Regions from separate parts of the Mus musculus genome. Here regions 2, 3, 4, 5 and 6 are each linked to region 1. A link is a contact called in public promoter capture Hi-C data. All regions are on one chromosome and are shown on one strand. Each heading gives the region's core, a stretch centred on a gene start, on an enhancer-like site or on the middle of the called end of the contact. The rest is flanking DNA. Distances are from core to core; before and after follow the strand shown.

Region 1 (5,143 bases), core at 1,792-4,291:
GGCCACTGCAAACTAGCAGAGCCAGCCAAGCCCACGGAAATGCAAGTAAGGAGAAATAAGGGAGCAATCCTCTTTAAAACCGGACATTCAACCGTCCAGTCAAAACCTTTCCGGTATGGACTCCACTCCAACAGCACAAGAAATAATCCTGAGACTCGACAAATGGATTGCATGACATTCTTTAAGTTTCTGCACATCAAAGAAAATAACAGAGCAAAGAGATAGCACAGCTTAGAAAATTCGAGAAAAATATCTGCCAAGTGTATATCATACAGATCATTAGTAATAAAGAATCCAAAAAAATTAAACAATAAAACATCACCTAATCAATAAATGTACTAATATATAGTTCCCAAAGAAACATGCATGGTCAATAAATATTTGAAATAGTGCTTAACAGCCTTAGTCATTAAGGAAATACCAATTAGCGGGGCGTGGTGGCACACACCTTTAATTCCAGCACTTGGGAGGCAGAGGCAGGTGGATTTCTGAGTTTGAGGCCAGCCTGGTCTACAGAGTGAGTTCCAGGACAGCTGGGGCTACACAGAGAAACCCTGACTTGAAAAAAACAAACAAACAAAAAACAAAAAAACAAAAAAGGAAATACCAATTAAACTTTTTCAAGATTTGATCTCAGCCCAGTCAAGATTGGTATTATTAAAAAAAAATAAGCAACAGTAAATGCTGGTATGGTATATTCAGGTATTGAAGATCAGTATGTGAAGCAAACAAAATAAGCCAGGCTCAGACTCAGAAAGACAAGTGTTTCAAAATTTTTCTCACATGCAGAATCTAGATGTAAATTTGTATATGTGTGTATATATGTTTAGGGCAAAGAATAGAGAAAGAGGAGTGTGGGCAAGGGAGGAAGGGGGCTAACGAAAGGGACAAGGAGAGCAAGGAAAGCTAATGGAGTGTGACATGCACACAACAGGAAGGGTTATTTGAAAGAGGGTGGATAGGAGTGGAAAGCAGAGAAGGGCAAATAAAAAACAACTATAGCAGTAATATATGTACACGTGCCCTCGTGGAACATACTATTTCATGAGTTAACAACCACCAAAAACTTGAAAGCTAAGGGCCTAAAGCTTCTACTGGCTTATCTGGTAGTGATGAGCTAAACTGGTTGATTTGCATACCTTACCCCATGACCTACTTAGGAAGCCCTCCTAGAAAAAGAGAATGAGCAATGCAACCTTTCGCACATACCTCCTGAGCCAGGTATTTGAGGGGAAGGTTAGAACATTTTGTCTTCCTCTCTGAGATAAGATTCACAAACCTGGGTTGGGAGAGACATAAGTGGCATAGTCCAAAAAACTGTTTTACTCAAAATTCCTTATGAAGTACCTTTCTACTGACTTCCCCATTCTTATGCTTGGTGTCAGCCAGAGCAGGGATAGTCCCTACCCACCCCAACATTTACTAAGGGAAACAACACAGACAAATAAGACACTTCTGGTCTTGGCAAATTTGGTCTAGAATAATCATGACATATGTAGAACACAATATGCTGTAGATGTCAGAATAAATGACTACATGAAATAATATGGGGAACACAGATAAGTGACAGAAACAGAGGACAAAGGGAGAGACATCCAAACAGATTGAACAAGGCTTTGTCACATGAGAAAACTCAGTAGTAGCCCTCCCCCCAACATGTATGAAATATTCTGAATTTCATACCTCCTACACATTCTAGAAGGGAAGGAAGAACAGAAGAGAAAAAACTTTCTGGAAAAGGGAAAGAGGGTTGTGTGGACAAGACATACCTGTGAACAAGACATAGTCATGGCCACGTTAAAAAAACAAAAACAAAAACAAAACTCAGAGGTTGATTCACCCACAAAGGCCCATCCGTGGCTTTTTGTTTCAGGTAGTACCCGAATCCATGTTTACCAGTTCCCAAAGCCAACACCCCAGTCTTACCCTGTGCAGGTCTTACCTGACCAATGCCATGCCATAGAGCAGTCTAAGTTCATCAGTGCCCAAGGTACCGGCTGCATCGATGAGCTTGCATCTTACCAGGTCAGCAGTAGAAGCCACTGCCAGGGGCAGTTCGTTGCCTAACCTAAAGGGCCACAGCACCATCATAAAAATCAGTACATTGTTCTATCCTCTACCAGAGAAGCTTGGTCGTTGTACTATACACCCCCCACCCCCCCCCTACATACTGAAAAGTGCACGGAGATACAAAACCCTGTGGAAAAGACGGGGTCAAGTCCCCGGGATCCAACAATAATAAAGGAATTGAGAAGCTGGCTGGGGTGAACAGGACATCAACAGTTGTGTGGACACAGTCCGTTTTCTCCCCGCTCAAATTATTTAGGTATGGGAACCCCAAATCTCTATATCCCGCCCCCATCAAACGAACTGAGCCTTCTCAATCCTGAATCTAACCTAAACGGTGACAGTCCAATCCCTAACTGGAACCAGAAAGCCACCCTAACATATCAACCTACTCTTTTAGTCCCGGGCTCAGGTTCCCTCTATTTTGGACATAAAACTTAAACCTCACAGACACAAAAATATTATTGGAACGTACGCCCTGTTTTCCTTCGACGAGTACAGGAGCATGGCTGCAACTTTTCCCCAGGCACTTAGGAGAGAGGCACCATAAGGCAATTTCAGGGAAGGCTATAGAAGATGTGGCCGTAGGGGAATTCGACCAAGGAAGGAGTGAGGCACCACCAGCGCCCAGGCAGGAGGGTTGACCCGGCCGCCTTACCTGCTCCTCCATACTGTAATTCGGTTCAGCGCATACTGCTGCAACTTGTGATCATCGCAGAACAGATAAACCGTCACTTGCTCCCACTCAGCCCTGCTGAGCCAAGAGACGACGATACCCCTGGCACTCGGCGACTCAGGCTGGTTCTCTTTGAAGGACTGCCCGTCCCACGCACGCCACACGCGATCCATGCCCTGGGAGCCAAGAGCAGGTCTCCGCCCGGATTCCCAACCTCAACTGAAGTGCGCAGCATGCTGCGCTACACACTGCCCTTGCTCCAAACGGCACACCATTAGCCAATTGGAGAATATGACCCCGACGTCAGCCCGCCTCTCAACGTGACTGTAGCCAATAGGAACGTGGGACACAGGTCTGACGTGCGGAATTCTGGCACCGCTCGCTGCCGGAAGCGTTCATTCACAAAGCCGCCTACCCAGAAACACAGTCCTTTCAGCTTCTAGGTTCCCATAATTTCCTGTCTTGTTGAGCGTCGTCTGTCCCAGCGTGTATGGACTTTAAGGAGAAAAACAAAAACAAAACAAAACAAAGCTTTGCGCCCCTTGGCGGTCTACGGAAGAATTGCTCTCGATTACAGTACTTAGGGTGCTTTCAAGGTTCTTTTTTTTTTTTTTTTTTTTTTGGTTTTTGGCTTTAAGATTTGGTAGAACAAAATCGGCTTTCTTGACAAGTACTGAGTAAATTAATAGCAGCATGTTAGGAGGAAGGAAAGAGAACAGTGTGAGAAGGGTCAGAACCAGTAAAAGATGATAATAGGGGCAGGAAGTTAATATGAGCAAAGTACATGCGTGAAAATGTCATAACGGAACCCACTATCTTATATGTTAAATAGCGGTAAGAGCACTGACTGCTCTTCCGAAGGTCCTGAGTCCAAATCCCAGCAACCACATGGTGGCTCACAACCATCTGTAATGGGATCTGATGTCCTCTTCTGGGGCGTCTGAAGACAGCTACAGTGTACTTATTTATAATAATAGTAAATAAATCTTTGGGCCGAACTGAGCAGGGACTGAGAGAGCAGGGCTGACCTGGGGGAGCAGGGACTGAGCTCGCGGAGTTGATTGGAGCAAGCGAGGTCTAGAGGAGCAAGCAGGTTGACTGGAGCGAGCACAGGTCCTAAATTCAATTCCGAACAATCAGATGAAGGCTCACAACTATATGTACAGCTACAGTGTGTACTCATATACATAAAATAAATAAATAAATAAATAAATAAATAAATAAATAAATCTTTTTTAAAATAAAAGCATTACTAAGAAATATGTAAGCTGATAGATGCCCGTTGCACAGTGATTTAAGGCCTGAATGACTGGAATTAGAATTATCTTGAGAGTATAGAATCAGGGTTCTAGTCTTACCTTTCCTTTGCCACTATCAATGTGACCTTGGACAAGTCTCTGCCCCTTTCCTGAGGTTATTAGTCTAGACTCCAGTTATCTACCACATCCCTGTGCAAATGCTTTCAGTTAATACTCTTTCCCTTGCTTTCATATGACTCCCCATAACACTCATGAATGACTTTCATGTTTATCTCCCACTACAAAGCCATCTATTGTGTTGTTCTTTAAGTATTCTCCCTATGACGATAGCCTAAATAAAATAATTCTTCTAGTTGACCTGTGCATTTTGTCATTTTACTGAAGTTGGTTTTGTCTTTATTAATTTACCAGTGAGGACACTGAAGCTCAGCCCTGTGGCCTCGTATGGGACTGCTAAGAAAGGAGGTAAATGAGCCAGAGGTGGTTCCATTGTTCAAATGGCAGAAGACTGGAGTGCAGATCACCTGTTAACTCCAGTGCCACAGACACCAAACACCAATGGCTTCATCTGGCACCTGGATTCATATAACATACCCCAACACAAATACATATAATTAAAAACTCTAAAGAATTAAGAAAACATGTTTTCTTAAGTTATGTGTAACTCTAAGGCTAGTCTCAGTTTAAAATTCTCAGATACGGAGCTGTGTTCTCCCTGTTTACACTACTTAAGACCATGAGAACTATAAAAACAAGAGACCCCAGTGTTTAATACACTATCCCCAACAGTTATCCCCACTATGTTTCATATTTATCAGATGGTTCCTAAACAAAGGCATTACTGTGGTGTTTCTTGGATTTTCTTTTTGATATCAAGGTTTAGTTTATGTGTCTGAGTGTTTGTTTGCATATATATCTGGGTACCAAGTGTGTGCTGGTGCCCACGGCTGTTCCTGCCTCTCTTAATCTCTGCCTCTGCCTGTGCATTTCTTTTTTGTTTTGGTTTGGTTTTGTCTTTGTTTTTTTTTCTTTTTTTCAAAAACAATTTTTATTAGATATTTTCTTCATTTACATTTCAAATGCAATCCCGAAAGTTCCCTATACCCTCCCCACGCCCTGCCTGTGCATTTTGAACTCTCTC
Region 2 (5,143 bases), core at 740-3,239, 1.8 Mb before region 1:
CATTTCAGACAAACAGTAAATACTTGCTGTTCTCTAAAGAAACTTCACCCTTGAAACGCCCTTTGCCTGTCTGGGCCATCAGGCTTGTAACCTCAAAATGCCACCTATTTCAGGAACTCCTTCCTGATGCTTCAAACAGAAACCATGTCTGCTCTGAAACCCACTTTAACTCGGATGTAGCCTTCGCGCGGCACTTCTTACAGTTCAACATTTGCTCTTCTACTTCTGAACAACAAGCCTCCCACAGCCACCACTTACAAGAACCCTCCTTACTCTTTCTCAGCACCTAGCACAGCCGGCATGGGACGCCGAGGTTACCAGCAAAGTTGTACCGGGTGAGATCGAAAGAAATTTCATGGGGTGCGATTCCACTCTAAAAACCTCACAAACGGGCTACCACAGCGAATCAACGAAAGCTAGCTAATACGTCACATTACATCGTTGGATAAGAAAATAACTTTCTGCCCTTTAATTTTCCTCAGTTAAATAAATAAATATATATACCAAAATTCAAACGCAGCCTCCCAAGAAACTTGTTTCCACAGAAAGGAACACAAAAACTTCCCTCCGATATGCTAGTCTTCCGCTTTCGTAGGATGCCTTTTTCCCCCTATTGGTCAAAAGAGTGGTGAGAACTTTCCCATCACTTTTCTTTCTTTATTCACAGAGTCGTGAAAGCAACGATTGGCGGAGAAGCACCGCACCAGGGTCACCCTAACGGCCACGTCTATCTACCTCTGAGAAAATAAAGTCCTAAGAAAATGTCTCCGGCTCCACTACTGCCACCGCGGCAGATCACCCTGAAGCGGCAGCAAAGCGCCGGGAAAAGGCTCGGAGCCCCGGGGCCATACAGATGAGGTGGCTCCAGCGCCAAGACGGCCGCGATGGCCGCCTGCGGCAGCTCAACTGAAACACAGCGGAAACAGCAGCCAGTCACGGGGCTGTGGGAGGCTGGGCAGGAAGGTGGCGCTGCCGCCAAGCGCCTGGGATCCAAGTGCTCATCATGGCGACGAGGGCAATGGCCGCCATGGGGAGCGAACACGCCCCTGCGCGCACACTCGACGCCGCGCCCGGGCTCCGGTCCCCGTAGCTAGCGCCGCCGCGGCCCGCTCTCACACCCCCCCTCACGGGCTGTAGCGGAATTTTCTCCTCAGACGCCGCCTTCAAAATGGCGGCTCCCCCTCCCGGCAACCCCCTCCGTCGTAGCCTGCAGCAGGCGCCGGCCGGCCGCCATCTTGTCCCCCGTCCCTCTTCCCCCCCCCCTCGCCGATATTTACATAGCGAAAATCGGCCGGGCCGGCCTGCGGCCTTCACCTCATGCCTGCAGCCTTAGCCTCCTCGCCAGGCCTCGCCCCCGCACGGTGCCCCGGGTCGGCCACGTCGCCCACCCGGGACCCCTCAGCCGCCTCCCCAACCGCCGGGCGGCACTGCCCCGGTCCCCGCCCGTTTCCAGAACGCGCCTCGACCGCCGTTCTGAGCGCCCGGGCGCCACCCCGGGCCTAACTGCGGCCTCCTCGGGGCCTGCTCGGCGTCGCGCGCCACGCCGCCCGGCCTAGCGCGGGAGGGCGCCTTGCGGGCCGCCGAGCAGGCCGAGAGCAGGCCGCCGCGCGCGCACCAGGCCCTACGGCCGCAGTGGCGCCCCGGACTCACCGGACGGTCGTGCGGCGGTCGGCGACGGTGGCGGGTGCTGCAGGCCGGCCTTTCTCTGGAGCACTGGGCCGGGCTCCGGCTGGTGGGGCGGGCGGAGGGAGGGAGGAGGGGCCGAGCTCGGAGCTGACAAAAAGCGGCCCAGCTCCCCGGCACGGGCCCGCCGTCAGCACGTCACGTCACCGCCGGGGAGAGAGACCCAGGAAAATGCGGAAGGGTAGCTGGGCCCCCTCCTCCGCCCGGTGGGTCCCGCTGACGCCCCGGGTTGGCGCCCTTCACGCCCCGCAACCGGGGAGCCCAGTGGCCTCGCTGCGGCGGGGTCTCCGGCGGCCCGAGTTTCCGTGACAGCGCCCCCCTTCTTTCCACCTCCGCGCTCCCGCCCGCCACCGCCGCCACACACGCGCCGCCGCCGCCGCCTCGGCTGTAAAATCCGCACGAGGCCGTGGCCCACCGACACCGTCGAGAGGCGGGAGGCCCGGGCCACCCCCCACCATGTTTGTGGGCCGCGGCCACCCCCCGGGGGCCTTCGGGGACACCTACCGCCTCTCCGCGAGGGTCCCGGCCTGAGGCGGTGGCTCGAGTTGTTTGCAGGCCCGCAGACCCCCCTCCCGCCGTAAATGTGTGTGTGTGCGGTGTGTGTGTGTTTTCATCCCCGGTGCCTGGGGATGAAGATAAATTTAGCAACCCTCGCCGTCCCCTGCCTTCCCTTTAAAAAAAAAAAAAAAAAAAAAAACAACTTTGAAACAAAATGAAAATGGCCTTGCCAATTTGAATGGTGCAGGCAGAGTGTTGGGGGGGTACCTAGAATAACAACCAAACCCGGTAATTTTTTTTTTAATAAATAAGCTTTCTGTCGGGAAGCCAAATTGGTCTCTTTTTATGGGGGGGGGGGTTAGGTACATTTTGAAGCCTTTAGCACACTGCAGAGAATAGAGATTTTTAGTGCTATAGAAACTACACGTGTGTTACACTGGAAGTCTATGGATCATAACTTTTATGTATGTAATAATGCTATAACACTCTACAATTATCGAGATTTTTTTAAATAAAATTCTTAAGTCTCTTAAACTTTAAGAAGATAAAGAAGTGAAAGTATCTGATTCAACAAAATATTTATAAACTTAAAAATAGGAGTTTTGTGTTTTTCTCAATCCAGATCACTATGTGGCATTTTTTTTTTGCCAGACAGGGTTTCTCTGAGTAGTCCTAGCTGTCCTGAAACTTAACTTTGTAGACAAGGCTGAACTCAAGAGATCTACCCGCCTCTGCCTCCCAAGCGCTAAGATTAAAGGCATGGGCCACTACCACCGAAAAACATTAAACTATATAGTTTGTACATTACTGTAGACTCTAACATGATAGAACTTTTTGTGGTGTACTGGGGGACATAAGACAGTGGATATTTCGGGATATAGCCAATTTCTTGCCTCGGCCTCCCAAGTGCTGGGATCACAGACGTGTGCTCAGACACCCAGCTTGACATATTGGTAGACAGTGTTGATAGCTGTTTTCCCATAGTTAAGACATCTTTAAAGAACAAAAAGGATAAAGCAAATTGCAAACTGGGGTGAGGTGTCTTTAAACATATTCTAAGAATGTAAATTGTTTCATCAGCTTACAATCATAAAATTGTTTTTAAAAGGGAGACAGGCATGATAACTCAAACCTGTAATGTCCACAATCCAAAAAGGATTTTGGCAAGTTTCAGGCCAGACTGTGGTATATTCAGTGAGATTCTGTCACACACACACACACACCTAAGGGCCTCTACTTAATGTGAGCGCGCGTGCGTGTGTGGTGTGGTGTGGTGTGTATGTGTGTGTGTGTGCTCTCTTAGGTAGAACCTATACTAAGAACAGAAATTAGCATGGACAATGGGAGAAGATGGCATAAATCTGTAAAGTGTTCCTTCATTTTCCGCTCAGATCTACTAGAAATCTAGTAGATCTAGCTAGTAATCAGTCATTTTCTTATGGGGTTTTAGCTTCCTGCCATCAAAAAAAAAAAGTCGCTGGGCAATGGTGGCGCATGCCTTTAATCCCAGCACTTGGGAGGCAGAGGCAGGTCGATTTCTGAGTTTGAGACCAGCCTGGTCTACAAAGGGAGTTCCAGGACAGCCAGGGCTACACAGAGAAACCCTGGCTGGAAAAACAAACAAACAAACAAACAAATGTCTTTCAAATATAAATGACATCTTCATCATTTATAGGAAATTCGGGCTATGATACAGGCTGTATCGACATAAAATAAAATTAAGCAAGAGTACTTTAAGTTGGGAAATGAGAAAAGATCAGGGGTGGCACATGCCTTTAATCTCAGCAGCCAGGAGTCTGAAGCACGGAAATGAAGATGGCAGGCCAGCCTGAACTGCACAGGAAGGCCATCTCAAAACACTGGGGAAACTTGGCACACAGGCACTGCATGTCTAGATGCTCTGGAAACTGAAAGGAAGGGCTTCTTTTCACTCTGTCTTGAAGACCAGCCTCACCTCAAAAAAGTATGGGGAGGGAACGGTTAGAGAGTCATATTAATACAGGTTTTTTAATGATAACCCATGTTAAAGTACTTTCTAAGGGCCTCTACTTAATGGTAGGTTTGCCCAGAGGAAATCTGCATCAGCCACACAACCATAAACAGCAGGTTCCAAACAGAAAGGCCAATGTCAGCACTCTTGTCAGGTTTTCCCTCGTTAACCACCAACTACTCTAGCAGTTGCAAAGCACTTAAGAAAAGAGCATTCAGGAGAATAAAGAAAAAAAAAGATGCTGCCTCAATTTACAAGATCACACAAGTTATTGGGTATTGAGTGTCAAAGAGCCCTATGTGATTACTTGGCATATATAGAGAAACTTTGACTGGAAAAGGGAAAAGACGCCTACTTCTGATGCTTAAATTAGATATATTTCTATTAAAGTGCAACGAGAGTCCTACTGATGATCACACAAATAGAGCCAACTGTATTTTGATTTTAAATTTTCAAAACAGGAAAGGTAACAGGGATATAGCTCAATGTGCCTGTCGTGTGCAAGGTCCTAGATTTGGTAGCCAGCACTGCACACAAAAAGGAGGAAGAGAAACTGAACTATCATTTAAAAAAAAAAGCCTACATCACTTATGAAAGTGTACTCAACCCTTTAGTGTGCTGAAGATTACTGAAAAGCCTTTCTCAACCAAGCCTTGGGTGGTTAAGCATTGGCTACCTTGTACTTAAATTCTAATAGTGTCAGTGACTCTACAACCTTGGCATCACTTCTCTGCCTTCTGGCTAAGATGGAGTGTAGAATCCTGGTGAAAAGAAAGAACAAGGATACAAAGGTTACCCTTGCAAAATATTTTTGTTGTTGTATTTGTTTGTTTGTTTGTTTGTTTGAGATGGGGTTTCTTGTGTAGCCCTGGCTATCCTAGAACTTGTTTTATAGACCAGGCTGGCTCCAAAATCACAGAGATACAGCCGCCTCTGCCTCCTAGGCACTGGGATTAAAGATGTGTGCCACCA
Region 3 (5,143 bases), core at 1,385-3,884, 1.7 Mb before region 1:
TAGAAGTCGGAGGACAACCTTGTAGAGTCGATTCTCATCTTCCACTTTTATGTGGGTTCTGGGGGATTGTGTGGCAAGCACCTATCCTGGCTCAGCATCATTTGTTAAGGATAGCTTTGGGGGGGTTCTATATAGTAAACATATATAGATGGGTGGAAAGACACAGTATAGGAAGGTGGAGCGATGCTCAGTGGTTAAGAGTATATGCTGTTCATGCAGAGGCTTAGTCTTAGTGTCCACATGGTGGCTCCATGTAACTTCAGTTCCAGGGGATATGATACCTTCTAACTTCGATGGACACCAGGCACACAGCAGGTGCACATACACACAAGCAGCCAAACACTCATACATATTGGCAAAAAAAAAAAAACCCCAAAAAACAAAAAACAACAACAACAAAAAACCAAACCAAAAAACCCACAAACAAACAAACAAACAAACAAACCCTTCACTTTCAGAAACAGGAAAGTCGTTTTGAAAAGATTTTGGGCAGAGCAACAGAAGAAAATGCCAGATGAGATCACATGACGCCAGAGAATGTGTATACTGATCAGAATACGTTGTGACACCACTCACTGTTATACATACCTATTACACCAGACAAACACGTCTGTTTTCCAAGTCAGAAACAGAAAGAAACCTCTAGACAGATCACTCACTTATGGTAATGTATAGCTTAAAATGCATGTCTGTTAGTTAATGTAAAAAAATTCAACTCTTTTAGCTATTTATGACATATAAAACATAAAATTCAGACATTGAATGTGTGCAATTGAAAGTTAATTTTATAGTTTAAGTTTTAAATGTGTTGTTTTAAGGTAATACATTCTGGGGTAATCAAGCAGTAATATACAAAGATAGCAAACTAGAATTTAAGATCTTGTTACTATCTTTTGTTTACTATCTTTTGTTTAAGTGTGTATGTGTGCAGGCATGACACATGTCAAGGTCAGAGAACAACTTGTGAGTGAAGAGAGTTCTCTCTTCCACTCTGTGGATCCTGAGGCTAGAACTCTTGTGGCAAGCACCCTTACCTGCTGAGCCAGCTCACCCACCCAACCAGCTAGGATTTAAAAATAACCAACACAAATAAAGGCATTAAAGGGGCTACTGGAAAAAACAGAATAGGTGAGACAAGTTTTGAACTTTCAGTGTTTAAGTCAGAAAAGAGATTATTTCCTATTTTCAAAATAATAATTATTTTTACAATGAAGTAGTGTACTTCAGCAAAACAGTACACGATGTGCTACTTTGGCCTCTTGGGAAATGTGGCATGTTAATCAAGTTTGTTAGAAAGAGATACTGATCACTTTTAGTCACAGTCTCTTGAAAAGTTCATCAGGATATTCATTTAGAGAGAAGTGGCGATGTGGGGGTGGGGGATGGGCTTCGGTGGTGGAGCTAGAGACAGGGGAAGCAAAGAGATCTGTTAAGATCAGAAATGGTTAACGGTTGTCTTAATTTTTAACTGGTCGTAGAACCAGTGGCTTCAACTGTGTATTTGTCATCTACAGCTCTCTTACAGAGATATATAATAAATTTACAAAAGTCTTACAGTGTATTTCCATTTTCTTAAATCAAGTAAGGGTAGTATTTAAAAGCCATGACCTAGAATTCTAGAGCAGATTTGTAAAACAAACAGACCCCTCCTCAAGGAACAACTGAAATTGGTGCCTTCTGTATATTCCTTCTTGCCTATTTTGATGCAAAACAAACCCGCTTTTTTAGCTCGTACTTTTCTACCTTTGGTGAAGATAATGCCATTTTCGATGACTCTTTCCATCTCTGGGAAATTTGCATGTGAAACATGTAATTTGCATGCGATAAGCTAAGTGGAACCGTGACGCAATGATTCATTGCAAATTGCCTTATAAAAAATGATTGCCATTTGGCGTCCACCTAGTCACTTTTATAACAGGTACCATTGGCAAAACTCCCCTCATCCGACGGTGTGCAAGATGCAAAAATGGAATTTTCCAGGTTTCCTAGCCCTCAACTTGCGCACTGTGTGTTCGCTGCAGCGCCACGGGGCCCACCTCCGGGCCAGGCGGAGTGACCCTGCTGCAGGGGTGGAAGTGCACGGCCGAGTCTCTCCAGCCTCGACGGCAGGGCTCTGAGGGTCAACCTCAGCGGATCCCTCCTGCAGAGCCCCTCTACCTCCTTTCTCTCTGGCCCCGGCCCCGCCGCGTCACCCCCCAACCCCACTACAGTAGCAGGCCCGCCTCTGGGGCAAGGCGCGCAGCTGGCGTGGGACAACCCTCCCTCTACCCGGTTCCCACACCGGCTCCCGTTCCGTGGCGCCGGAAGTGACGCGCCTGGGCTGAAAGATGGCGGCATTGGCGTTCAACCAGGGGGAAGGTAAACACCCGCCAGGCGGCGCGCCGGCCCCCACGGGGCGCCTTCAGGGGCTAAGGGGGCCTCCCAGGCCTGCTCCCTAACCCACGGCTTCCAGTCCCCGCCCTCTCTCGGGGACAGGCTCGGCTCTGCGTCCTCGAGACCCTGGCCCGGGCCCCTAGCCCGTGGGCCCCGCCCCCCTGGGCGGGCCCCGGGCGGCTCCCTCGGCCCGCAGGGGGCGCGAGGCCCGGAGCGGCCCCTGGCTCGTGGCCCTCTCACGCCCCGCCCCTTTCCCGCCCCTTTCCCGCTTTCCTCCACCCCCGGCGTGGGTGATCCCGAGGCTCCGCGCGCTTTGGGGGCAGAAACCCGGAGACGCCGTCGTGTATGTGGTTCCCGCTGGCGTTTCTGTTGCCCTCGGCCCCCTCAGCTGTCCCCCAGTTGGTGGTCCTGAGTCGCCTCTCCAGCCGAGCCCCGTGCAGTGCCGCGACATCCCCCGGTATTGGCGAGGCTGGGCCCCGGCCCCGACGCCGCGCGCGTCACGCCTAGCCCAACTGTTTGGACTCGCCACTCAACCGCTGTCTTCTTTCCCAGGACTGTTTCTCGGGGGGCCTCGGGCTTGCGAGCTCGCCCGGCGCCGGAGCGCTCCGGCCCGGCCAGGGAGCGGCCCCTTGTAGAGGTTCGAGGAGCTATCGCGGTCCATCCCGGCGCCCGACCCTCCCACCGTTCGGCCACTGGCCCACTTCTTCCTGATGCAGACTGCCGTCCACTAGAGGCTGGACAGGACCCCCGAGGTGCGTAGCCGCCCCTGGCCGCCGGCCTGCGGAGCCCAGGCTTTGCTCGCGGCCCCGAGGAAGGCACGGGTTCCGTGGCCCTCACCGCACTGGCCGCACTCAAACATTTTGTAGATGCTGGGAGCTAATTTGTCTTTTGAGTTTACTTAAATTGTTTGAAATGTAAATTTTTTTCTGGTGGGAGGGGGGAGAGAGAGAGAGAGAGAGAGAGAGAGAGAGAGAGAGAGGAGAAAAAAAGGAAGAAGCATAATTCAGCCATTTTTTGCAGCATAGAGCTGCAGGTACCATGATTATTTCCCCCTTAACCGGTTCCTTCCCTTTAAAAATCCTGTTTGTGCCTTAAATAGAACTATGCGAAATGTGCGGCATAATGCGTGCGGCATAATCAGAATGTCTGGGTCCGACTGGGCGACTGAGAAAATCTCGCACTGAGGAGATCTCGGACGGAGCCTCAGTTTCTTATCTATGCGGTGTAGTCGATAATAGCCACATCAGAGAGGTAGTGAGGACTATATGAGGTCATATATGTGAAAATAATCTATAGCTGTATAGTGGTGTAGGAAAATGTAAGGTCATTTTCTTTAGGTAACCTTTGCTTGAGTGGTTAATGTGGCTAACTGTTGCTGCCTCTTCATTTCTATATTATAAGTAAATAAGGACTAGCAGAACAGCGCAGTGATGGATAGCTGTTTAATAGTCAGTGTTCGTTGGCCTTCCCTCTACAAAATGCCAACTGCTTATTTAAATAACGGTATCCTTTAATTCAAATTTAATGTTACTGTAGGGCTTTTCATCTTTCTAGGCCTCTCAGCCCCCTTTCTTATTCAGAATATTTAACACCTTATATTTATTTAGTCTTTTTTATTTTTAAGAGGTTCACTTCCTTTGTCAATCTGATTTACTGTTGTCATTTTAAAAGCGTGTGTGTTTTTTAATTTCAGTGTTTGCTTTTCGTATCTACAGAACAGGATGACTGAATACTTCTAATCATTTGAAAATGGTTTTTCAAGAGCTTACACATGCATCCATGTTTCTCTAATGCTCAGTAGATCCAGCAATGTACAGGGAATTTCAACTTGTTAGCACTTCATGCAATATTTGAGGAATTCAGTTCTTGTTTTTAATCACAGCACTTAGTAGGTGCTTTGAGTCCCATTTCATCAGTGGTAAAGGATGTTAATACTCTTTACTACCTGTTAATTGGCAAGAAATAAGATAGTAAATATTTGTGGCTCGAAAATAGAATTTACTTTCTAGAGTTTCAAAACTGTAGAATGTTTTGGCTTATAATAGTCAATTAAAAGCGAAAGGAGCATTTTGGAGTATATTATTTTTAGTCTTCTTTTTTTTTCTGAGTAGATGTTAAAATTTTAATTCCCTGGTCTGATGCCAGTGGTCTTTCACAGTATGCTTGTGTATTTTTTAAAAAGACAGATTAGGTTGGAAAAGGAACAGCCAGCTTTAAAGTGACTGCTTTTATATTTTGGCTTTATCCCTTGTTCTGAAGATAATTTTCACAGATCACTACTTTACTGAGCATTTCTGAGTTTGACCTCTCTGCCTTGCTGTGGGTTATCATGGAGCCAAGGCTGACTTGACTGGCTTCATGGATGTTCAGAAGCCAGGCTTTAGACTTGGTTTAATGATGTGTGTAAACCAGCATCGCACAATATAAATAATGGTAGAATTTGTGCTAAGAATTGAAAATTTTTATTTTTCTTTATTTAGGACAACATATACCAACAAGTAGAAACATATCATGACAAGTCAAGAGAGATGGGAGAAAGGAAAAGATGTTATATTTTAGTTCCTTTAACAGTTTCCCCCTGATTTTAGCTCTGTCCCTGTGATGTTGGTGGCCTATGGTCAGGTTTGGGGACTGAATGTTACATGAGGACAATGACTCTTGACCTGGGTGGGGGATGTGCTGTAGATTAATTCGCTGTCAGACATTTCCTCAGAAGTAGAGTGCTATAGGCCATTTGGGCTTTTTTAAAATTAAAGAACAAAAGCTGGCC
Region 4 (5,143 bases), core at 1,287-3,786, 1.6 Mb before region 1:
TGGGATGGGGGGACCAGGAGGGGGAGGTAGCGTTTGGGAAGTAAATAAATAAGAAAAAAAGAAAAAACCCCTCAATTTTAATTTACACATTAAGAAAACAAACACACAAACAACACAAAAAAACCAAAACAAACAAATAAACAAAGAAGGTGGGTAAGTTCGTTATTTGTCTAGTTGTGGAATTACAACAGAAGGCAAAAGGATGGCTTCTTACGCTTTTCTTGCCTTTATCTTTGCAGCACGAGCAGAGAATGTCCTGCGGAGCTTTTCTGGGAGCTGACTATCTGATTTTGGACCACCAGAACCTGTTGTATTTGAGGACTTTTCCATTTTCCCTACAAAGAAATAATCTGAACACACATAACATTAAGCTTTTAAGGTTATAATCCTCACGTTCTTATATTTGGACTAGACTCAAATGTCCTATGATTGTTGTGTAAAGTTTTGAATCCCTTTAAGAAGAAAGCAGTGTGCTTTTAGTGTTGTGTCCAGTTTGTACCCTTTCCATACTGAAATACCACATGCTATGTCAGAAAGACTGGACCTCTCCATAACCTCCTAATCCGTCTCCCTTTTGCCCATCTTTCTCCTTCTAGTCACTGTAGCACTGAAGTTAACTTGTCTTTTTGGGACACAGGGTCCCACGTAGCTTAGGCTGGTCTCAAATTCAATCTGTAGCAGACAGTAGCTTGAAGCTAAACCTCCTGCCCCAACACCCCATGTACACTGGGATTACAGATGATCACCACCACACCTGGCTCTTGAAGTTAGCTTTTTGGAGCAATAATTCAGGATTGGTCATTTTCCTCACAAACTCCTTACTGGCAGGGGATATTTTTCTGAGTGGAGAATTTTACACATTTTCTAAAGATTTTTTTTTGGTCCATTTTTTACTGAACACTTGTGAGACTAATCAAATTGCTTAACCTCTCCGTGGTTCCGTCCCCCTTTGGTGTTTTGATCAGTACGTAAGAGATTACTGATTCTACCAAAAAGTTTTTACTCTTTTAAGTATTACATTCCCGTCTGGATGAAGCTCCCCAAATTCTTACTCATATCTTCAAAATACCTTTTAAAAGGAAATTTCAGTAACACGTGTCTTCTTTATGCATAAAATAAAAATTTAATAACGATTGTACTTTTGTAGTAATGAGCATAAGTGATATTTTTAGTTAGCTGCTGTGACTGTAAATGGTTTGAAAATACCTGCTTTCTATTGGCGACACTCGCAAGTACTGCTAATACTAAGGTTTGTTGCCTACACCGTACTTAAATGCTAAAGTTCAGTTAGAGTTTAGTGAAGGTGAAATTGTCATTTCCTTCTTTTCCTAGTTCACATACCCCCGCAACTCCTGGCATTAAGCAAGCGCTTTGGCTGTAACTTATCATCACCATGCTTCCCACTTCTAAGATGTTACCTTACTGATGCAGACAGAGCCTTCCGAGTCTATTCAGTATTTCTCCTCAGGGTCTGGAGATGGAGATGGCTCGGAACACACAATTCTGTTGAGAAGGGGGAAAAAAAAGCCGCTCGTAACATTTGGAAGTTGGTCCGGCAGTAGGCTGAGCTCTAGGGCTTTCTCCTCCCTGAAACTTTCGAACACCGCAAAGTCCCGCTTTAAAAAAAAAAAAAAAAACCAAAAAACTTTGACCACAAATCACTGAACTAAAGCTCCGATACTACATACTACGACAAACCTAACTTCTTACCGAAGCGCTCCAGCTTGTCCCAGACGCGCGGCGCGCCTTTTCCTTCTCTCTCTCTCTCTCTCTCTCTCTCTCTCTCTCTCTCTCTCTCTCTCTCTCTCTCTCTCTCTCTCTCTCTCTCCCTCAGCGAATAAAAACCCCCCTAATTTCCTTAAGGACAGGTGTGTCCCAATCAGTCTCTGGGTAAAAGGACAAGTGACCTTACACTGAAAAAATCTCCGCATCTCCAGGACGCCCGCCCACAGGGCTTCTTCCATTTTCTGTCGAATTAGGACAGAAACGAAATATGAAATACGCCGTCTTTATCGGACCCGCTAGTGTTCCCTGAGGCTAGCGCTGAGATTTCAAGAGGCAGCCTACCTGGAGTTGAATCCTAGCCTTAGATTTTTCACAGCCTTGGACGCTCGGCCGTGACAATTGTGCCCATAGACTTGGGTGGAAAAAATGAAATTATTAAACCAGCGACAACGCCAGTTTTTCTCGCAAATAGCCAAATACTGCCATTTTACGTCTACAAGTATTAAATGGGACCAATATTTGATTGTCAGATTTACACTTTAGTACTTTAAAAAGAAAAACACCGGTACCGGTCATTTTTTCACAAGTAAGCGACATGTTACATTTAGTTTAAACGTAAAACTTAAGGACCGTTCAGCGCAAGGTAAATTCTTTAAGGGAAAAACCTTTTATGAGGTAAATCGATGCCCCAAGGTCGGGTCGATCCGCTGCTTCTCCCTAAGAGACTGGTGCAGTTTACCCTCGTCCGTCGGGCGCCACCGCCTGGCTGCCTCAGCGTGCAGGATTCTCAACCCTCGCAGCCGGAGCCTGGCAGTGGAGGCGAAAGCCAGTCCCCGGCGCGGCAGGGAGCCAGAGAACCGCCTTCTTCTCACCACAGCGTGCGGCCGCCCACACGGACCTGCAGCCTTTTGCCGCCTAGCAACAGCCTGCAAGGAGGCAGGACTGTCTAGGAGGCGGGGTTTGAATTTGTTAGGTTCCCGCGCGCGCCTCTCGGTTGCTAAGCAACGCGACACGCCACCTAGCGGCGCAGGCCGAGCTTTTGGCGGGTTAAGCTGGCGTCACAGCATCATCTCGTGCTCGCTCGTGGTCAAGGGAATCAGGATCTAACCCGGCCACCGTAGTTGCCTTTTTTATAGTGGGAGGGGCCAAGGGAGGGGTGACCCTGCCGGAGCCGCGGCTGCCAGCGACATGTTCAAGGTGAGAATGTGGAGCCGGGTCACAGCTGTCATTGTCCCCTCTCAGCCTCCAGGAGCCCTCCCCACGCTCCCGGGCGTCTTTTTGGGGACCAGACTCGGTTCCTCCTGAGGCCTTTTTCACCTCCGGGCTAAATTCTGGCTTGGCGGCGGTTCATTCAGCACTCGGTACCAGCACCTGTGAGGTTGTGGAGTGAAACCCTAGATTGGTGGGATCGGCCCTTTGAGCTCTCTCGCGAATGAAACACTTTGAAAAGTTAAAACGCCTCTATCGTGCCCACCTCCTCGGCTAATGCCCTTTTGGGGTTGTGGGGAGGATGAAGCCAGGTCTGGGCGCTGCAGGGTTTGTGGCTTTGGTTGCTTGGCAGGATCAAGTTTCAGAACCTGGCCCGTGGGTGGGGGAGGGTCAGCTTCGGAGGATGTCGGGGATGCTGGCTTGGGGCGGGGCGGGGGGGTCTCTCTCTCTCTCCCCCTCATCCCCCCCTCTCTCCCTCCCTTCCCCTCCCTCCCCCTCCCTCCCCCTCCCCCCCTCTCTCTCTCTGTGTGTGTGTGTGTGTGTGTGTGTGTGTGTGTGTGTATGTAGCTGGAGCTTTACTGCCCAGTGAGCATTAGTATGAAGTCGACTCTTCTCCCCTCTTACAGTTTTTTCGAACTGTCCTCCATAAGATGGACATTTACAGTGAAGACTTTCAAAAACCTGTATTTTAGCATAAATTATTCTTTCTTAAACGGCAAATATATTTTGTCATTAAAAAAACCCCACAGGCTGTGCACACCTTTAATCCCAGCACTCAGGAGGCAGAGGCAGTGGATAAATTCATGAAGATGAGTTCGAGGATAGCCTGGTTTACGTAGCGATTTCCAGGACAACCAGTGTTACATAAAGTTTCTGTCTTAAAAAATAGCCACAGGCAGCCAGAAATCTACAAAATCAAGTCTCAAGAAACACAATATTTACAGAATGGTGCTAATGAAATTTCAGACTTGTGCTCCTCATTTCAAAGTTTCTTGCAGCTGCGGTGGGTGTTTGAGGCACAATAGTAAGGGCTGCAAAATGAGACCATGGCTTCTGCCTTCCAGTGCTGTGGTATTGTCAGTTACTAGCTATATGATAATGGACATGTCACTTAACTCCACTTAACTGCCTGTTCCCCCCCCCCCCCATTGTGAAATTAGGGTAATAAAGTCTAACTGTTAAATACTGAGGGGAATTATGTCACTAAATGCAGAGGAAGGATGGACACTGAACTCATAGATTTGTTGGCTCAGCAATGCCATCAGGGTTTACTATGGCATTTACTATGGCATTGTTGGTCTTCCTTATGGTTTCAAGATGACTGACATAACAGTACTTTCTTATTCACTAGGGGAAGAGGAGAGGATAAAACTCCCAAGCTTGGAGTATGTTTTTTCTTCAGGTCTGATTGGACCAGTATGGGTCAGGTGTCTGTCACTAGCCTCATTGCAGTTGCCAGGGAATGCTAGTCTCTGGTTAGCTTAGGCTAACAGGACCACTGCGTAAGCACAGGGAAAAGGAATGGCTTCATGAAAAGGTGTAATGGAAACTGGATCTGCAGCCAACAATGCCCATGTCGGGTATGTTCAGATAAGTTTGTGCAAGTGTGCACTGACTTTGGCTCTTTGAAAATCTTTCATGATCCTGATACATTTAATTTATTGATGGACATGAAAGATTAGCATAGCTTTATGACTCAGATAAAAAATGCGATTGTAAAACAATGGTTCTCACTGACTGGTACTACCCACTTTGAGGATGTTTTGGAAATTCCAGGGGTTCTTTGTGTCTTTAGTTGTGTTGAACATCTGTTTTATTTTTTATGTGTATTAGTGTTTTGCCTGCATATATGTCTGTGTACTACATACTTGCCTGGTACCTACAGAGGCCAGAAGATGGAATATGATCCCCTGGACCTAGAGTTACAAATGTTTGTTAGATACCATGTGGGTGCTGGGAATGGAACTTGGGTCCACTTCTGCCAACACCGGGCCCCTATCTGGTGCAGACCCTTGCAGGCCTATGCATGATGCCATAGTCTCTGTGAGTTCACATGTGTGTCTATCATGCTTTGCTTAGAAGGCCCTGTTTCCCTGAGGTCCCCATTCCTGTTGGTCCTTACAGACTTTCCTCCTCCTCTTCTACAGGGTTCTCCGAGCCCTGAGGGGAGGGTTTTCATGGAGACATCCCATTTAGGACTGACTGGTCC
Region 5 (5,143 bases), core at 1,615-4,114, 1.4 Mb after region 1:
CCAGCAAACTCTATTAGAACATCTGAATACAAGTCAGAGACATAATGAATGCAGCCAGACAAAGGAAAGAACTTCCAACAGGCCAGGATTCCCCCACCTGCCCACCCCAGATGATGGGTTCTTTCAGAGAACAATGAAGACTTTTCCTCTAGAAATGTACAGTCAGAGATGAGATGGATGTTTAAAGGTGAAGTCAGTTGTTGTAAAAAGAAACATATGACTCACAAAAGCCTGGTATTCATCAAGCATTGGGCTAGGTCTTTTACAGGGATTACCATTTTTAATCCTTTCAATAAGTGGGAGTTATTTCCCATTTTTCAGGAAAACAGAAGCATGAGGAAATTTTAATTTCCAGGCTTACTCATGATTCCATAGGTGGACAGAAGAAACATCTCTTTGTTGTATACAACCAGTGAATACTAATGCAGCAAGAAAATGCTGAGCACACAATGCATTTAGGATTCCAAACAGCAGGTAAGTCTACCCAAGATTTAAAAACATCTGTCTTTAACTCTACCCAGAGAGAAGGGATAAAATTAGGAGCTCTTTCAAAGTATAACCTAACCCTTAGAGAGACCCTCCATCTTTCCATTCTTAAACTCCATGCAAATCATCAACTTCCAATTTCTGAACAAAGTTTATATGACTTGATCTACACATTACGTTGTCTCCTTTCTCTTCTCATAGCCACCACGTCAGGTCCAGGGCTTTGTGTACTTTTGATTTGTCCACTTTGCATTTTTCCTACTCAAGCCCAGTTTATTCACATTTACCTGAAGTATAGATCTGACTTTTTCTTCAATTCAGCAGCAATTGGGATGTAAAGTGAATGAATGAATGAATGGGGAAAAAGAAACTCACAGCAGCTCTATGATTCTGTCTAATAAACAGAACCTCAAGCATCCAGTCTTGTGTTTTTTTCTCATCAATCTAACTTGTACTTTTCCCTAATTATACTAAAACATCCAATATAACTATTGCTCCTTTCTCAGGCTCTGTGCTCTGAGTTCCTTGCTGTCAGGCCATTACCTATGTTTTCTCTATTTAAAATGTCTTCTCTCCTTATTCCACCTGTTGAAATCCTATCTGTGCTACATAATCTATCTTAAATAATCACGGCTAACATTTATTGAGTGCTTATTTTGCACTGTGCTAAGCGTGTTCAAGTATTTTACATGGATTATTTCAGTTCATTCTCACAATAACTCGATGATGTTGGTACTATTATTAACTCAACTGCTGCTTGTAGTAAAATGAAGCTCAGAGAGGGAGAAATATTCCTTTTCTCCAAGGTCACACAGTCACTATATGGTGGAATGAGATCTGAATAGAAATACTTTTGCTCTCTAGCAGGCAAAGGTGTTAGGATTGAACCACAGTCAGCTGGGCATAATGAACACAGACCTATATGTAAAGCATTAGGAGTTAGAGGCAGGGAGGTCGGAAATTAAAATCCTCCTCAGCTAATAAGTATCATTCAATCCAGCCTTATCTACATGGGATTGTATCAGGTCCCAAAGAAACCTGAGACAAATCTTCCCTCAGTACCTCTGGTGAAAAATCAAACACTCAAAAGGTGTCCAAAAACATACAAACAAGCAAGCAAACAGACAAAAACAAGCAAACCCATATCTGTCTTTCTCTAGCTCTAGTTGATATGGTCCTTACAATGACAACTTCAGAGAGTTTTGCTTGTATGTTTAAAGCTCATCTTGTGCAGTATTGGTTGTCGTCCTACACTCAGGATGAGTCTCTTAAGGCTCCAGGGAGAACAGCCTCTATATGGCTTAGTACTTCAAACTTGGTGATAGAGGGCAAATATTCAGTATGCATCATAGGTTGGATGAAAGGTATGGTGAGTCAAGGGGGACAGAAACTTTACCTGGACAGCGAGTTCCACAATTTACTACCTCTTACTGCCCTAGATGAAATTGGCCAGCGCTGCCAAAACCTGTCAAAATGAGATCTTACAGCCTGTTTTCCCAGCCTAGTCTCTGGCAGGTCCCTTCTCCTTTCACCCTGCCAGTTCTTGCAGCTGTCTGGGCCTTGGCCAGTGTTTGGGGTGAGGCCGGATCAAAATATCACTGTCCCGGGCTCGGCTTCCAGCAGCAAGTGATCAAATGAAACTCAGTCGCACTGGTGACGAGGCTGGACTGAAAGCCCCCATACACAGTGCCAAATTGCTTTTTACACAGGCCCGGACTTGCCCAGGCACCACGTGGGTGGGCTAGTTCAGCTTTCCACAGGATGCTCTGCTTGTCCAATCTGTTCCCTCCTCCTCTCCAAGAGCTAACTCCCAGGCTCCTTCTCTTCCTTATCTCTGGATCCCAGATGCACAGGGTTGTTGGACAAGTCCGGGCATATTCCCAGCGGCCATCTGGCCCCAGTTCGAACCTGCACAGGCAGGAACTGACTACTCAAAGCTGTAGGGATAACAGCGTTTCTGACATCTAGGAGAATGCTGTCAGGGCACAAACGGATAGAATGACTGAGAGCCACAGAATCCCTTCTCCCCCCACAAGTCATGCTGACTTTGTAGCACTCTTAGAGGGACATCTGATATAGTTCTCTGGTCCTCTATTTCCGTCCCTAGGTGCCACAGGTTCCAAGTGATTTACCACACGAAGGATGTTCCCACACTTACTCTGTCAAGATCAAATGGATGGATCTTACAATGGGATTCTTTGAACAAAAGCATTCGAGTACAGAGCAGACACCCAGCCCAACAGCCGCCCCTCAGCCCCCAGATGGCATACCGCTCTCACAATAGGTGGAATCCGTTGCAACCAAGGTTCTGCTGGAGTCATTTCACTTCCACGTGTAGCAACAACAGATCAAATCCATCCTCTATTTCTTTCATGTTATGCCTATCCCCGTCCCCTCCCCTGTAAGGAATGCAGGACAGCTATTGGACCATTTTATAAGTCTGGGAGTGGTTATGCAAATAAACCCCGCCCCTGAAAGGACAGTGTGAGTCTGGCGGGTAAACACCGGCCAAGTCACAAGTCTGGCAATAGTTACTAAAGCTCCAGGAACTGAAGCTGGGTCTAGGGAGGGAAGGGCCCAAAGTTAGATCTAGCCTAATCTGTGGGGAGGAAGGGAGGAGGCAGCTAGCAAAATGCAGCTTTTTTTTTTTTTTTTAAGTTTTTAAAGTTCATGTACATGATTTAGCAGGCTTGGGGTTCCAGAGAAAGCCAAAAGTTGAAAAAGTAAGGATTCTCAGACACGAGGAGAAGCTACTTTCTGGCTCTGGCTTTGCATTTTTATATTAATACCTTCAGAAGTTTAAGAGTTTTAACAGAAAATATGAAGCTTGGGAAAGACTACTAAAAATGAAGAAAAACTGAATCCTATACTTCACTCTGAATTTAAGCCATCCTTTGACTTCGGTTGGGTCTCTGGGTCTCTTGCTACACATACCTATTATGGTACACACATACAGACACTATATATATATGCTCTTCCAACAATGACACTTTCTTAAAGTCTCACTTGACAGACAGAAGTGGGGGATGTCCTGGAACACATTGTAAATAGGAAGAAATGGAAGCTTGAGACAAGGTGTAGAGGAGAGAACCAAACAATGTGCCTTGAGAAAACTCTGGAACCTCATCTGGCCTGAGCAGTGCATGAACAGGAATTAAGAATCAAGTCTCAAAGGCTGAAAACCTTTGGAGGAAAACAGCAGAATTGGATTAGAATAATGAGTAGAATTTAGTGATATACATGTGTATTTTGAATATAAATACATACATGCATACAAATATTCATACATACATACATGAATACATACATACATTCATATACTTTGGGGTCATCTGACATTATCTCTGAGAATAAACTGAAAATTCCTAACCTACATAGCTAATTTTGTCCTGAGTAGGGACAAGGGGTGACTAATAGAAGAAGAATCTGCCTCTTCTCCCAGAGATGGCATTTTTTTCTAAAACAGGAGCTCTCTGATTTTCCTCTATCTTCTACAAACAAGAATGTCTAAGCTAACTGAGATTTGAGACTCCATTGTAGTAAAAAGAATGCTGGTTTGAGGATTAGGATACTCGACCTCATATGATGTCTCTCAGTCTTGCTTTCTGTATTTGAAATTTTAAAAGGTTTTTAGCCTTGATGGTCTTGAAATTCTAAAAGTGGTGCTTCTCACATGCCAATGTACACATATAGTCACATAGTGTTTCTGATAACACACAGATTCAAAGTTAGTATCACCAATGTAAGGCTGAGACTGGTTTTCTATCAGCATTCCCATTTGATATAGTTGCATCTGAGTTTCAGACAATGAATTTTACAACAAAAGTCTAGATGGTAGACAAAAGCAACATCAGCTGCTCATCTCTGTTACCCAGATTCTATACAATGATCAACTTGTGAAAAAGACAGGCTTGCTTGGACTCATAGTATTGGAGCTTTCAGTCCATGGATGGTTGCCCCTGTTTTGTTGTTGTTGTTTGGTCTGTGGTAATTTAGCTTATTATAAGTCAGTGGCACAAAGCTATTTACATAATGGCCAGAATTCAAAAGAGAAACCTTTCAAATGATATGGGTCTCACTCTCTTTTTCAAAAGGTAGAGTCCCACTTACCAATATAGTTCCCACTAGACCTCACTTCTTAAAAGCTCTAGTAGCACCATGGGTTACTGTCCAAGCTGTGGGCAAATGGGCCCTTGGGAGACACTTCAGATTTAAATTAAAACAAATCAATCATGTAATTTGTGCTATTTGGTCACTAACAACCATCTTTTGAGGTAAGATTTACTATACAAATTTTTTGCCAAAGTGAATCCTAGTACTCCATGATGTCTGGAAGAAACATGAAAGGAAGGTTGCAAAAAACAAAAAAAAAAAAAAAAAACTTCAGTCTTTAAGTTATTGTCATATTATTTGGAAAATATCTCTAAGCAACTCTGCCCCATCCCATAATTTGTCTAATAGTAGAATAATTGTTGATCTTCACCGAGAACTTGACAACCATTCTTTAACACATTTTATCAATTAATGTATGTATTCTAACAACTTATGAGATCAGAAATAACAGAATAATCCTTACTTTTTTTATAACCTCGCATATATTTCACTAGCATTTTCTGTCTCTAAAATTCATTCTAAATTTCATAATTCAGAACCATTA
Region 6 (5,143 bases), core at 1,174-3,673, 1.4 Mb before region 1:
GTGAGCCTGCCTAGCTTAAGACATGGTGTTTAATGTCAAAATGTAAGATGGCCTACACACATATTGCCTGTGTCCTTGTATCAACTCATCATCAGCCTGTGGACAACCTGGGCTCAGGAATAATAGTTACCTTAGCACCCCCTACAACTGTGCCAAAATACAGATAAATCCATGCCCTTTATTGTGTTTGGAGCCAAGGAAATTGGAAGAAAGGAGAGAGCCCAAAGCAAAGGGAAGCTAGCTGGGATCTCACCTTGCGGGTCCTCTTGCCCCGAATTATAGTCCGGGACTCCACGTTCTGAGTCTGGGAGCCATCTGCTGATGTCTGGGCTGCTGCACCATCAGCTTCAGAGATACCTGCGCTGGTCCCTACGTCAGCCATTTTGGCCTGATTTACATTCTGGGTCTGGGCATCAGCTCCAGGGACCTTAGTAGTGTCATTCCAAGCCTTAGCTGTCTTAGGCTGGTTGTTGGTCATCTCATTGGCACTGGGAGACTGAGGGAAATTGTAGGTGGTACCGGGGCCAGCCTTAGTGCTATTCTGACCCTTAAAGGCCATTTCAGACTTTTTAGCTGATTTGCCTGTGGGTGCTGCCTGGGAAAAGTCAGAGGCAGCATGTGGACCTTTAGGGGTGCCATTCTGTGACTTAAAGGCCGCCTTAGACTGATTCTTGGGCATCTCCTTGGCATTACGTGCCTGAGAGTAATCATTTGGCCCCTTTGTGGTGGCATTCTGGGCCTTAAAGCCTGTCTTAGGCCTGGCAGCAGCTGCTGAAACCTCAGTATCAGCCTTCTCATTGGCAGTTGGGGGCTGTGAACTCTGGGGACTAGCATTTGGCCCACTGGCAGCTGCTGTGGCCTGGCTGGTGGGCGGAGCCTCGGAGATCTGGATGGCTTCCATCAAGGTCTGCACAAGCAAGGCGCTGTCTTCAACAGAGGCCTCAGCCTGCAAACACAGGAGGGGCAACATTTCAATCTCTGAGCCTTACATGGCAGACCAGAGGAGGGGGGGGGCGCGGCGCAACGCAGCAGGGGAGCTGTAGACAGGCGTCACAGTACTCAGACGTGGGGGCAGAGGCGGGTCAAAGGGAGGCGGGGCGCGAACAAAATTTAATTAAGGGTAGAGGGGGCAGGGCAAGGTGAGGGACAGTCTGTGGCAGCAGGGGCTGGTGCGGAATGTGGTGCAAGCTCTGAGCCCCAAATGGGTTTAGAGACGGACTGGTTAGGCTTGAGGTGGGGAGCTCAAGACCCGAGGAGGGAGGAATCAAGGAGGATAAGCCGAGAGGGTGGAGGGGGAGTCTCGCGGCGTGGAGAAAGGGAGGGTGGAGGCGAGAGGTTGGGGGATGGGGCGACAGACTGCTCTACACGCGTCAGGGTTATGGAAAAAAAATGGTTCCTTACCCAACCCGCATTCTCTGGGCAGAATGCCCTGACTAACAGGGTCTCCCCTTTCTCTAAGCAGGGACCGATGGCTGAAAAGGGCCGCCCCTCCCCCCCATTCGATAAACGCTAGAAATCTGAGAGCCCGCGGTGTCTAGGCCGGAAGAAGGGCAAAATCAGATCCTGCCATTCGCGCGACCTAAGGGGCCGGGGGTGGGCGTAAACTGTCAGCAGGGGAAAAATGGGGGAATTGGGAGCGGGGTCCTCACCTGGAAGCCGCGGAGGCCTGCACCGCCGTCCGGTTTCTGAGCCATAGCTCTCGTCTCCCTGGCAAGAGCAGAGCCTAAGGGGGGGGGTGTGGGAGAGAGGAGCTGGGCATTACACTACAGAAGGAAAAGACATAGGACCGAATTCTGTGTGCGTGTGTGCTTTGATTCTGGGGGCGGGTGAGGTGCCGAGTCCGGGGGGAGAACCAGGCCTAAGCGGAGCGGGAAAAGTAACCGGTCGTCCCGCTAGACCATCTCCAATCTCAGACGCGGCCAGGGAAAAGCTTCAGCGCTGCCGTTTTGGAGTCAGAGAGGAGCTGTGGATGCGGTAGTTTACGGGGGCGGGGAGGGAGGGCGGCGAGCGGGGAGACACGGGCGTCCGAAAAGTTGAATTAAGGTTCTGAATTCAGAGGAACCATCTAACGGGATCAAGGTCGGGAAATAGGATTCGGGGAGGGAACTGGAGAAAAGATTCAGGGGGACGGACGGAGTTTCAAATTAGAAAAGGGTCGGGAGCAGGGTCTGAATCCGGGAGCAGGCAGAGCAGGGGGCTTCCGAATCCAGGGTGAAGGGACTGGGAGAAAAGAATGGCGGAAGGACGCCGCGCCAGGGGGGCAGATGCCCCGTCTGGGGGCGAACCTCACCTTGCCTCAGGGCCGAACCCCAATCCCTTCGCTGTTTCCTTCTTCGCGACTCAAGAGGATCGGGAATGGCTCTGTCCGGCTCTCGGCACCCGCACTCTCTCCGCGTCCAGGAGAAAATGCCAGCGCGGCAGCTCGGGCGACCCCGCCTCTCCGCCTAATATACCACCCACCGCCTCTGGACGCGCCGCGCATGCGCAGCAGATCACTGTCCAAATAAGAGTCCCGCTTGCTTTCCCAACAAAAGCTTCATCCCAGAGCCATTGTTGCGCATGTGCACTTGGAGGAGAGCCCGCCTCCTTGCCAGCACACTATCCCACCGCCAACCAGGTTGACAGTGGACAAAGGTTCCTCCTCCCCTTCTCCTTACGCATCCACTCCTTCAACAGATGCGCAGCGCCTTTCGGTCCCACCCCCTGGCCCGACACACCAGCCCCCTACCTTTCTCCGCAATGCGTCTATGCTCAGTCCCGCCCTTTTTCCCGAACTCTCTCTAGCCAGGTCCGCAGCTCCCGCCCACCCCCGTGTGCAGAGCCCCGTAGGTAGGCCCCCCGCGGGGGTCTCTTATTTCGAAACATGCTAGGCCTCTGCTGAGTTCACCCACTCTACGACGCAGAAACCTTAAAGGCCAGAAAAAAAAAAAAAACCATTGCAGAGATACCGGAGCAAGGGTCGCCCGGGGGGGGGGGGGATCTATAGGTTTCCTCTCACTGGACTCAGAAAATGAGCTTTTTCTCTCGCCCTTTTGGCAGTTTTTGCCCATCGAAACCCTTTTTGAGGGCTGGGTTAGAGAGGTGAGGGAAAGGCGTTGGGCTGTGGGGTCTGCCCTGGGGCTTGTTTTTCTTGCAGGCTGTTTTAGGGAGATGGATGGAGTGCAACATTCTCATTTAACACACCAGGTAGCTAATGCAGAAGCCCGGGGCATTGAGCTGGTACCACACAGAAAGGCCAGAACCTGCCCCAGCACCGCTGCGCAGGCTGGTAATCCCAGCACTCTGGGGACTCAGGGAAAGCCCTGAGTTCCAGGCCAGCTGTGCAACTCTGAGACTTGATCTAAAAGACAAACAAAACCATCCATGAGGGGCCTGGATTTTCCTGAGTGTAAAATCTAGTCTGAGAACAGGGGCACTCCTTCAACCTCTATTGGAATAACAAGCTGTCCTCTCCCCAATATTTGTTCCATGGGAATAAGGCTTGTGTTCTAGGAGGCCTGGCATGTGTGGGGACCCTTTAGGTTCGTTCTGTGCTCCTCTTAGTAGGCAGTCTCCAGGAGCGAGACCGCAGGCTTTCTTGGTGACTGCTGGAGCGGCCAGAGCATTCAGGTGTGTCTGCCTTGTTCTTGCAGAATGAAGCTGGCCTTGGCTTTAGAATTCCGGGAGGAGTGTCTGCCCTATCTGTCCCTCGCTGTGTGAGTCCCCTGAGATATAGTCACTACACTTTAGTGGACTTCTCTGAGCCTGGTTTACTCACTACTATCCAAAACAGGAATCCCGCAAAGAGGGTCGTGCCCAAGGACACACAGCCAGCTGTGCTTCCAGGACAGCTGGGGAAACAAACGCAGAAAGATGGCATACAGATGCGAAATGACTCAATCCAAACCCATCCGTTTCCCAAGTCCCGGGCAGACCTTAGCGCGTTTCCCATTTATTGTGGCGTCAGCTCCTGTGAGGAGCCTGCATAGGAAAGAAGGCTAATGCTAGGAAGGACTGCAGCATTTTGTCCCCAAGGGCCAACATCAATTCTGCCAGGCTGGATGACTTCCCTCATCTGTTGCATAGCAACCTCCCCTGTCAGCTGCCTGTTTTTCCTCAGCACTTCCTCTGTAAAGTGTCTGCAGTGGGACGTGATCAGACTCAGGAAAGGAGGTCTGAGGTGCCATTTTATATTTTCTCTGCTTCCACGTCTGTATCTTCAGTCATGATCCAGCCTGTACCTTATGGACTTGCACCCTGCTGTCCCCTCCCTTCTCCAGGTGGATATCTCTTGATATTCTCAAAATTATTATTTCAAAATTTATTCATATATATATGAATATATATGTATGTATATATTCATATATATATGAATATATATGTATGTATATCCTCACCACTGTTTCCTTTAGTTTTGTTCTTTTTGTCACATGAGATTGGGAGTTTCTTTAGGGATATGGATATGGAAGTTTGCCCAATTTACTCGTTGTTGTACCTTCAGCACGAAGAACAATGCCTACCTAATACGTTTTATATTCTCAATAAAGATTGTTTGATAAATGAATGAATCACACAATCTACCCCATTGCTAAAGCTAGAAGCCTGAGAGGAAATTTTTTTTTTTGCCCGATAAATTCACGTATTATTTTTTTGTCATATACAGAGACATAATTCATTATGGCAACAGTTTATATTCATCATTGGGGATTGAAATATCTAAATGCTATCAAAGTTAAGTAATCAGTTTTGAATCCTCACCACCCTGAGCCAGTGGCTAAGGCTTTTCTGCTACCTTTCATATAGCATTTTTAAGCTCAGGCACAGAGCTTCTTACGTCAATAAGATAATAATGCACGTGGAAATATTTTAAATGGCACTCTTTTGCCTAATACTCCACATTCTTCTTTCAGGTCTCTCAGATGTGCATTGTTAGCATGATGTTTAAATCCCTGCTTGATCAAAGAGTCGTGTTTTTATCATTGGACAAGAACCAGGAGCATACGCATTTTTGCATGTTTTTATCTTATCAGAAAAATCTTTCTCTGCGTCATTCTTTTAAATGTTTAACGTTCTTTTTTGTGTCTGTTCATGTTGTAACAGGGATCCTGGTGTTAGCTGAGTTCATTTTGGGGGAAAAGGCAAAGGACTGAGTGAGCAGAAAAGA

Evidence for each region. Promoter capture Hi-C pulls out the DNA fragments that hold promoters and counts their contacts.
Region 2: a contact with region 1 is called in a promoter capture Hi-C map of pre-B cells. The contact joins the promoter of Zfx here to the promoter of Las1l in region 1. A contact is called at or near these places in 2 of 39 promoter capture datasets (liver and pre-B cells) and 1 of 115 datasets of contacts at active chromatin or transcription factors (astrocytes).
Region 3: a contact with region 1 is called in a promoter capture Hi-C map of pre-B cells, with 17 times the contacts expected there. The contact joins the promoter of Klhl15 here to the promoter of Las1l in region 1. A contact is called at or near these places in 5 of 39 promoter capture datasets (erythroid cells, liver, neutrophils and 1 more), 1 of 484 Hi-C or Micro-C datasets (B cells), 2 of 115 datasets of contacts at active chromatin or transcription factors (astrocytes and fibro-adipogenic progenitors) and 2 of 9 other capture datasets (adipose tissue and liver).
Region 4: a contact with region 1 is called in a promoter capture Hi-C map of erythroid cells, with 21 times the contacts expected there. The contact joins the promoter of Fam90a1b here to the promoter of Las1l in region 1. A contact is called at or near these places in 3 of 39 promoter capture datasets (erythroid cells, liver and pre-B cells) and 1 of 115 datasets of contacts at active chromatin or transcription factors (astrocytes).
Region 5: a promoter capture Hi-C map of embryonic stem cells shows a contact between it and region 1, with 5 times the contacts expected there. The contact joins the promoter of Eda2r here to the promoter of Las1l in region 1. A contact is called at or near these places in 3 of 39 promoter capture datasets (the 3T3-L1 cell line and embryonic stem cells), 1 of 484 Hi-C or Micro-C datasets (embryonic stem cells) and 5 of 115 datasets of contacts at active chromatin or transcription factors (astrocytes, embryonic stem cells and epiblast stem cells).
Region 6: a contact with region 1 is called in a promoter capture Hi-C map of pre-B cells, with 6 times the contacts expected there. The contact joins the promoter of Maged1 here to the promoter of Las1l in region 1. A contact is called at or near these places in 3 of 39 promoter capture datasets (cranial neural crest, liver and pre-B cells) and 1 of 115 datasets of contacts at active chromatin or transcription factors (astrocytes).

The regions. Positions count from the first base shown.
Region 1 is chrX:95,953,933-95,959,075 of GRCm38.p6, forward strand. Las1l (LAS1-like (S. cerevisiae)) reads right to left here and starts at 3,042. Exons shown (of 13, transcript NM_152822.3): 1 at 2,726-3,042; 2 at 1,943-2,068; 3 at 1,210-1,279. The coding sequence starts at 2,916.
Region 2 is chrX:94,121,418-94,126,560 of GRCm38.p6, forward strand. It overlaps Zfx (zinc finger protein X-linked), which reads right to left and starts at 1,990. Exons shown (of 9, transcript NM_001044386.1): 1 at 1,651-1,990. Gm46691 (a long non-coding RNA gene) reads right to left here. Exons shown (of 2, transcript XR_001782847.1): 2 at 3,832-4,135.
Region 3 is chrX:94,232,296-94,237,438 of GRCm38.p6, forward strand. Klhl15 (kelch-like 15) reads left to right here and starts at 2,635. Exons shown (of 3, transcript NM_001039061.1): 1 at 2,635-3,125.
Region 4 is chrX:94,364,241-94,369,383 of GRCm38.p6, forward strand. It overlaps Fam90a1b (family with sequence similarity 90, member A1B), which reads right to left and starts at 2,537. Exons shown (of 10, transcript NM_001362881.1): 1 at 2,391-2,537; 2 at 1,419-1,503; 3 at 215-350. The coding sequence starts at 330. Apoo (apolipoprotein O) reads left to right here and starts at 2,870. Exons shown (of 9, transcript NM_026673.4): 1 at 2,870-2,922. The coding sequence starts at 2,914.
Region 5 is chrX:97,374,345-97,379,487 of GRCm38.p6, forward strand. It overlaps Eda2r (ectodysplasin A2 receptor), which reads right to left and starts at 2,865. Exons shown (of 7, transcript NM_001161433.1): 1 at 2,757-2,865.
Region 6 is chrX:94,539,602-94,544,744 of GRCm38.p6, forward strand. Maged1 (melanoma antigen, family D, 1) reads right to left here and starts at 2,424. Exons shown (of 13, transcript NM_019791.3): 1 at 2,291-2,424; 2 at 1,650-1,723; 3 at 254-946. The coding sequence starts at 1,694.